Linked DNA regions of Ovis aries: region 1 is linked to region 2. The links are chromatin contacts, called in public Hi-C maps. All regions are on one chromosome and are shown on one strand. Each heading gives the region's core, a stretch centred on a gene start, on an enhancer-like site or on the middle of the called end of the contact. The rest is flanking DNA. Distances are from core to core; before and after follow the strand shown. Region 1 has its middle 21 kb from the start of GPATCH8. Region 2 holds the start of FAM171A2 (family with sequence similarity 171 member A2).

What was found. A called contact is a pair of places that touch in the nucleus more often than the background predicts.
Region 1: a contact with region 2 is called in a Hi-C map of liver, with 2.9 times the contacts expected there. The contact joins the enhancer-like site here to the promoter of FAM171A2 in region 2. A contact is called at or near these places in 3 of 16 Hi-C or Micro-C datasets (liver, skin fibroblasts and tail adipose tissue).

What each region holds. Positions count from the first base shown.
Region 1 is chr11:44,040,298-44,044,231 of ARS-UI_Ramb_v3.0, reverse strand. No RefSeq gene overlaps it. Among named protein-coding and RNA genes, the nearest start is that of GPATCH8, 21 kb to the right of the region's middle. Within about 2 kb of position 2,576, at least 5 of the 54 cell types and tissues checked have an H3K27ac peak or open chromatin away from gene starts, as enhancers often do. A contact at or near this core is called in liver, where this site is marked.
Region 2 is chr11:43,903,067-43,906,636 of ARS-UI_Ramb_v3.0, reverse strand. FAM171A2 (family with sequence similarity 171 member A2) reads left to right here and starts at 2,091. Exons shown (of 8, transcript XM_027974424.2): 1 at 2,091-2,318. The coding sequence starts at 2,201.

The DNA of each region.
Region 1 (3,934 bases), core at 1,327-3,826, 140 kb before region 2:
CTCGGTTTCCTGGACTCTTCTCACCCCTCCCCGCACTCCCCCCAGTCCCCTCCATTTACTCTCCCACATCTGCCCAACACACTCCATTCTCCCCGTCTCTCAGTGAGATCTCTAGTATGGTTCCCCTCACATCTCCTCCCAAGTCATTCTGCACCCCAGCTGGCATGCTCACATCATCCACTCCCAAAAACTTGTCAATGACTTTCCACTGCCCTTGGCATCAGTGGTGAGCTCCTTGCTCTGACCTACCAGACTCTGTGTGGCTGGGCTCTGGTTCACAACTCCAGCTTCCCCTCCAGGACCTACAGTTCCCTGAAAGCTGAGTTCAGGCACCACTGTGGCCCCAGCGCCGCTCAGCACCATGCCTGGAACCTAGGATGAACCACCACATACCTGGTCACGTGAAAAGAGAGGGGTGAATCAGGTAACACTTCAGGTCCTCCTTGTGATTCCTCTAATCTCTGTCCGCTCCAACCAGTAACAGTAGCCCCGGGCAGCCATGTGTTATTGCGAATAGATGGGTCCCCAGCTGGCCACACCAGGCCCGATTGCCATTTCCATGCCTTTGTTTCTATTCCTTTATTGACGATTCTACAAATTATATGATTATATAGAGGGCATATTGTTTTGGCCTGTACCCTAAACGCTACACTGTGCATCAAAGTCTAAAGCTAATCAATATATTTACTTGCTTTCCTCCTGGACCAATGAACTCTTTAACGTAATTTATCATTTATGTTGTACATTTTAATTCTCTTCTTTAACCTCACTGGACGTTATTATTATTATTTAAATCATCAATACTTATTTAGATTTCTGTACAGATCTTATCACTTCTTAAAAAATTTCTTTGAATTGAGATAGAGTTCATCATTGTAAGTGTACAGTTCAGTGGTTTTTAATACTGTCACAAGATTGTACAATCATCGCCACTAGACACTTTCATAACATTTTTATCATCCCCAAAATAAATCCTGTACTTATTAGTAGTCATCCCCATTACTTTCTTACCCTAGTCTGGGCAACAACTAATCTACCTTCTGTCTTTATGGACTTCCCCATTTTGGATATTTCATATAAACAGGATCACTCAGTATGTGACCTTTTGTGTCTGGCTTCTTTTATTTAACTTAATGTTTTAAAGATTCATATGTATCATAACATATGTCAATACCTTATTCCTTTTAATGACTGAATGATATTCCATCGATGGAAGTTCCACTTCTGTTTATCCTTTCATCTGGTGATAGATGTTTGGGTTGTTTCCGCTTTTGTATACAAGTCTTCATTCCTTCCTGCATCTTAGACCTTCCGTTTGGCATCCCTCTCCTTCTGCTTGAATGGCAACCTTTAGAATTTCCTTTGTGAGGCTCTGCTGGTAGCAAACTTTCTTAGTTTTACTAGTTTTCTTTAAAAATTCAGTGTCGAACTCTAGGTCAAAAGTTATTTTCTTCCAGCATGTTCAAGGTATCATTCATTCCACTGTCTTCTGGATTCCATTATTGGGTTGAGAAGACTACTCTGAAGGTTTTCTTTCTAGGTTTGGCATTCTGAAGTTTCACTGTGATGTATCTACATGCAGGTTCTGTTTTGCGTGTCCTGTTTGGGTATTTGGACTCCTAGAACTTGTGGATTGATGCCTTATCAATACTGGAAAATGTGTAGTCATTATCTTTCAAATCTTATCCTTGCCACACTCTCTTGTCTTTTTCTTCTAGAACTCTGATTAATCTCTGATTGACTTTTTAAAATTAATCCTCCCTGTCTGTCAGTCTCCTTTCTCTTTTTGCCCCTCTTTTCCACATTCTGGGTAATTTCTTCTGCTCCATCTTCCAATGCCTTTCTGGGATCCCACTTCACCTTAGGCTTCACCTGGAAATTCATTAACTCTCGTCAAATATCTGTGATATCGTTGAGGAGATTTAAAAAATCTTTTACGCAGCATTTGCAGTTGTTTTCAGTCGGAAAGTTGGTCTAATGGTAGCCCATTCTTACTGGAAATGGAAGTCCTTTGTCCTCATTCCTCTCGTTCGTCATACATTCTCCCTTCCCTGCTGCCCCAAGTTGGAGCCATTCTCCGAGGACTGGCTTCCTTCCACCAGCCCTTTCCCTTCCTGCCCTTTAGAACTTTCCTACCACAGAACTAGAGTTGACCGTACCCCATTCAGCGGCAGCACCCTGGGACTTGTCTTGCATGATTCACTTATCAAACAATTTGGGGAATGACTTATTATCTCCCCCACTAGGTGATCATCTCAGGGAAGGCAGGAAAAGACCCTACCAGTGGCTCCAAATCCTAGCAAATCAGAAGATGTGGAGATGGGGGAGATTCGAGTTAAGGAAGTTTGAAGCCATTTCTGGGTCTGCCTAGACATCTGGAGGTGCAGGCTAAGAACTCCGCCCCTCTCCGCCACACACACACACACACACACACACACACACACACACATACACAGTGGATCTTCTGCCCAGAGCTGAAGGCTTCTGGGAAAGATTGTTTCTGGTCTGGACCAGCCTGGTCTAGTCTGAGATCTCCAAGAGCCGGGCGGGGAGGCTCGTCTGCACTGCCTCTAGTCGACAGTAGGTGGCAGCACACACATTCTCATTGCAGCCCTGCAGCTGTTCGCGGACTTCCGGGTGGGGCTAGGACAGAACCGAACATGAAGGAATGTGACTGTCCCAAGTTGGACCTCCTTTTAGTCCCCGGTGCCCAAAACAGAATACAGTAAACAAGTTCTAAGCCAACGGTCTCTTTGTCTCCTCTCCCCTAAGGCTTCGAGCTACGGCGATCCCCACCAAATAAATTCCCGTCTCCTGTCCCGTGTTGTTTTTTTCTCCTACTTAATTTTGCCCTTGCTGACTGTCTTCTCAAATGCTCACTCTTTCGATCCACTGTCTTAACCATTCTAAGTTCAAAAAAAATTTTTTAATTGATTCAGTTCAGTTCAGTTCAGTTGCTCAGTCGTGTCTAACTCTTTGCGACCCCATGAACCACAGCACACCAGGCCTCCCTGTCCATCACCAACTCCCGAAGTTTACTCAGACTTACGTCCATCGAGTCAGTGATGCCATCCAGCCATCTCATCCTCTGTCGTCCCCTTCTCCTCTTGCCCCCAATCCCTCCCAGCATCAGAGTCTTTTCCAATGAGTCAACTTTTCACATGAGGTGCCCAAAGTACTTAAGTTTCAGCTTTAGCATCATTCCTTCCAAAGAAATCCCAGGGCTGATCTCCTTCAGAATAGACTGGTTGGATCTCCTTGCAGCCCAAGGGACTCTCAAGAGTCTTCTCCAACACCACAGTTCAAAAGCATCAATTCTTCCGCACTCAGCTTTCTTCACAGTCCAACTCTCACATCCATACATGGCCGCTGGAAAAACCATAGCCTTGACTAGACCGAACTTTGTTGGCAAAGTAATGTCTCTGCTTTTCAATATGCTATCTAGGTTGGTTGTAACTTTCCTTCCAAGGAGTAAGCGTCTTTTAATTTCATGGCTGCAGTCACCATCTGCAGTGATTTTGGAGCCCCCAGAAATACAGTCAGCCACTGTTTCCCCATCTATTTCCCATGAAGTGATGGGATCAGACGCCTTGATCTTCGTTTTCTGAATGTTGAGCTTTAAGCCAACTTTTTCACTCTCCACTTTCACTTTCATCAAGAGGCTTTTACTTCCTCTTCACTTTCTGCCATAAGGGTGGGGTCCCCTGCATATCTGAGGTTATTGATATTTCTCCCAGAAATCTTGATTCCAGCTTGTGCTTCTTCCAGCCCAGCGTTTCTCACGATGTACTCTGCATATAAGTTAAATAAGCAGGGTGACAATATACAGCTTTGACGTACTCCTTTTCCTATTTGGAACCAGTCTGTTGTTCCATGTCCAGTTCTAAAACTGTTGCTTCCTGACCTGCATTCAGATTTCTCAAGAGGCAGGTCA
Region 2 (3,570 bases), core at 842-3,341:
AACTGATGCTGAAACCCCAATACTTTGGCCACCTGATGTGAAGAACTGATTCATTGGAAAAGACCCTGATGCTGGGGAAAGATTGAAGGCAAAGGAGAAGGAAATGACAGAGAATGAGATGGTTAGATGGCATCACCGATTCAATGGACATGAGTTTGCCTAAGGTTTGGGAATTGGTGATGGACAGGGAAGCCTGGCATGGGGCAGTGCATGGGGTCACAAAGAGTTGGACACGACTGAGCGACTGAACTGAAGTGAAGTGAGAGGAGGCTTGATGTATTCAAGCAAAAGGAGACCCTCGGGCTGAAGGCAGACAAGGAATCCAGATGAAGTTAGGGGTGGGGGCAGGCATGCAGCACTTTGCAGCCATGGGGAAGAACTTTGGACTTGATGCTGAGTGTTGAGGGAAGCCGTTGATGAACAAATTTACCACACAAGAGCTTCTGGCATTTGATTTTACCCAAAGGGGTAAAAGGTAAATTATGTAAAGAGAACAATTTGATATCCATGCATGGCAGGTTCCAGAAAAGCTTTCTTCATGGGTGACTGTGACCGTTTAGGAAAAGATTAAGCTGTGATCCTTGAATAGCAGCCAAACCCTCTCTTCCCGCCGCCATTGTAATTGGATGGCCCCAGACAATTTATCTTGATCCAGCAAATCATTTGGCATTTGTCCTTATAAACAAGACAGAGATGTGACCTGGATGATAGAGATGCAGATTTAAAATTGAACAATTTTGATAAAGTAGAGGCAATCTCTGTGGGGGCATACCAAAGCTCCATTCTTAGGCTGCCTGGTATTGTCATGAGTCCCGTGAATGGAGACAGCAAAGCTGCTTTTACCCTGCAGATGGCTGCTGGCTGAGAGGCAGCTCCAATACAATGGGTGATGAAGCAGATTCAAGGCAGCCTTGACAGATTGTAAAGCTGGGTTGAAACCAACAAGATGAAATTCACCAGGAATGAGTGCTAAATCCTGTGTTGAGGTTGTGAAAAAAAAATTGGTTACATAACAATTAGACAGGGGAAATATGAATAGATGGAAATTTGTGAGAAAGAAAGGAAAAGGGATAGAGGAAGGGAGGAAGGAAGGGAGAATGAGGGAAAGAGGAAGGGAAGGAGGGAGGGAAAGAGAGAAAGAATCAATCAGGTGGTTTTGTTCACAAGCTCATAATTATGTGTCCTTGTCAGGAGAGCCAACAAGGCACCTAACCAAGAAAAAAGCTTGACCTCTGAGGGATGGGGAGTTCCTTACCCTAAGTGTCCAGGCCCCTTCAGGGCACCATATTGTGAGAAAGAGAAGGTGACAAGCAAGAGAAAATCAGAAGAGGGATACAGATTAGTGAGGATTTGACCAAGTTGAATGGTAAAGATGACCAGAAACAGGAAAGAAGGAGAGATTGGTGGGTGCCAGGGCAAGCTTCCAGTGTGGAATTCATACGTGCAGTTCTAAGCATTTGGTTTGCCCAGGGATGAATATACTACCGGGCAGTGGTGAGCCTCACCCTGAGGGTGAACCTCACCCTGAGCCAACAGCAACATCTGTTGCGCTCCAGTAAAGCACCCTTTGCATCATTATCTCTTTTAATCCTTACAATAATCCTACAAGGCAGAGATTACCACAACTCTCATCTTAAAGGAAGGCTGTGGAGCAGAAGGCTAAGGAACTTGCTTAGAACTCAAGAGGAGGAAGAAGCTAGACAGAACTCGGACCGGGATTATTCCCAACGGGACTGCACCCTACCTTCCCAGCACCGCGCAGGTTGTTTGTGCGGAGAGGACCGCGCAGTTCTTGACAGTTTTTGGAGACCCTCATAAGCAACTCTTTGTGTTGTAAGCAACAGCAATTCTCCCTCCCCAAATTTTGCACCCAATTTTGAGGGCTCTGGAACTCCGAGAACCCCAGTGGACTGACCCTATTCGCTACACTCCCTTGCAGCCGGGGGTCTGGGCGCGCAGCAGGGGCTGCGGAGTGGGCTGCGGGCATCGAGGGGGCGGCGCCCGGAGGCCCGCGGGGTGGGGCGCCGCCTGCAGGGGGCGCTGGCGGCGGCTCCGGGCGGAGACAATCGCGCTGAGCGGCCACCGCAGCCAGAGCGGGAGCCCGAGCCGCGCGGCGCGGCGCTGAGCTGGGGCTGAGCGGGGCCGGCCGAGCGGGGCCGGGCGGGAGCCATGGGCCGCTAGGGCCGGGCCGAGCCCCGCGATGCCGCCGCCGAGTGGCCCCAGCGTCCTCGCGCGGCTGCTGCCGCTGCTGGGGCTGCTGCTCGGCGGCGCCTCCCGGGCTCCCGGCAAGTCGCCGCCGGAGCCCCCCAGCCCGCAGGGTGAGTCTTGGTCGGGAGGGGCACTGATCCTGGGCCTGCGTACCCCTCCTACCCTCGATCGGGACCCGCCCGCCAGCCGCTTCTTCGCGGCGCTTGTGAATTGAGGGGTATTCTATTCCCTGGATTTGGGTGGGGGGAGCTAGGCGACCTGGGGTCGTCGCTTACGGGGGAGAGGAGGGAGAGAGAGGCAGACCGCCGGACGGGGGTCTCGGGGAGGCACAATGGGGAGGGCCGGGGTCCCCAGGCTCCGTGCCACCGCCCCCTCCTGCCTTGTTTTTCTCCCTCCTGGTCCGCGAGGCGCTGCTGCCAGAGCCATTGTCTATCGGAGACACCCGCCCAGGGGCGGGCTGGGGCGGGCGCCCGCTCCGCAGCCCCCAGCGGGTTCCTCGCTCCCGACTCCCGCTGGGTTGGGGGCGCAGGCAGCGGCTGCCACCCTGGGCCCGGACGGGGGCTGGGCGCCTGGAGCTGGGTTTGAAGGGAGGAGGTGAGAAGGGGGAGTGGGTGAGGCGGTGGGCGGATTGGCTGCTCGAATGGGGTTCTTCACCCTGGAGCCTAACTGCCCCCCGCCGGCCCCAGGTTCAGAATTTGGGGTGCACCAAAGAAACGCCGATTGGCCCGTGATGGAGGAGGGGCTGCAGTTGGGGGTCTGTCTGGAAAAAGGGGTACGTTGATTCCCAGCTCAAGGCGCATGGCAGGGCTGTGGTTGGTGGAGGAGCCATGCTGAGCTGGCTAACTGGCTGTGGGCAGTGTCGGCTGGAAGGGCAGGTGCCTGGGTCCCCGTCCAGGAAGCCTTCAGCCACTCCTGCCCCAGCCCGCCCCCAGCTCACCCCCTCCTCCTCTTACCTCTTCATCGCGGTGGAGGAGACCCTCCCAGCGCCTCACGGGCCCAGGTGTGAGGTGGGGGTGGGGTTGGCTCCTGCCGCGGGAGAGGGTGGGAAGGCTAGACCATGACTCCCTACCGATGCCAGGGTTCTCAGGGGTGTCCACCCCACCCCAGCCCTGCGCCTGCCTCCTAGTCCCTGACCCCCACCCCCCCCCCCACCCCAGCCACTGTCCTCCCCACTCCTGCCTCTGAGCCCCATCCCAGCCTGACATGGTGCTCTCTACTCTTTGCCTTTCCATCAAGGAGCTGGCAGGAAAAGCAGGGGGGTGGGTGGTGTCTGGATGAGGGAAGTAAGGTCCGGATGAAGGGAGGGGGTCGGATTTCCTCCTGGAATGAGGCAGGGCTGAAGCCTGGACAGGCGGATCCTGG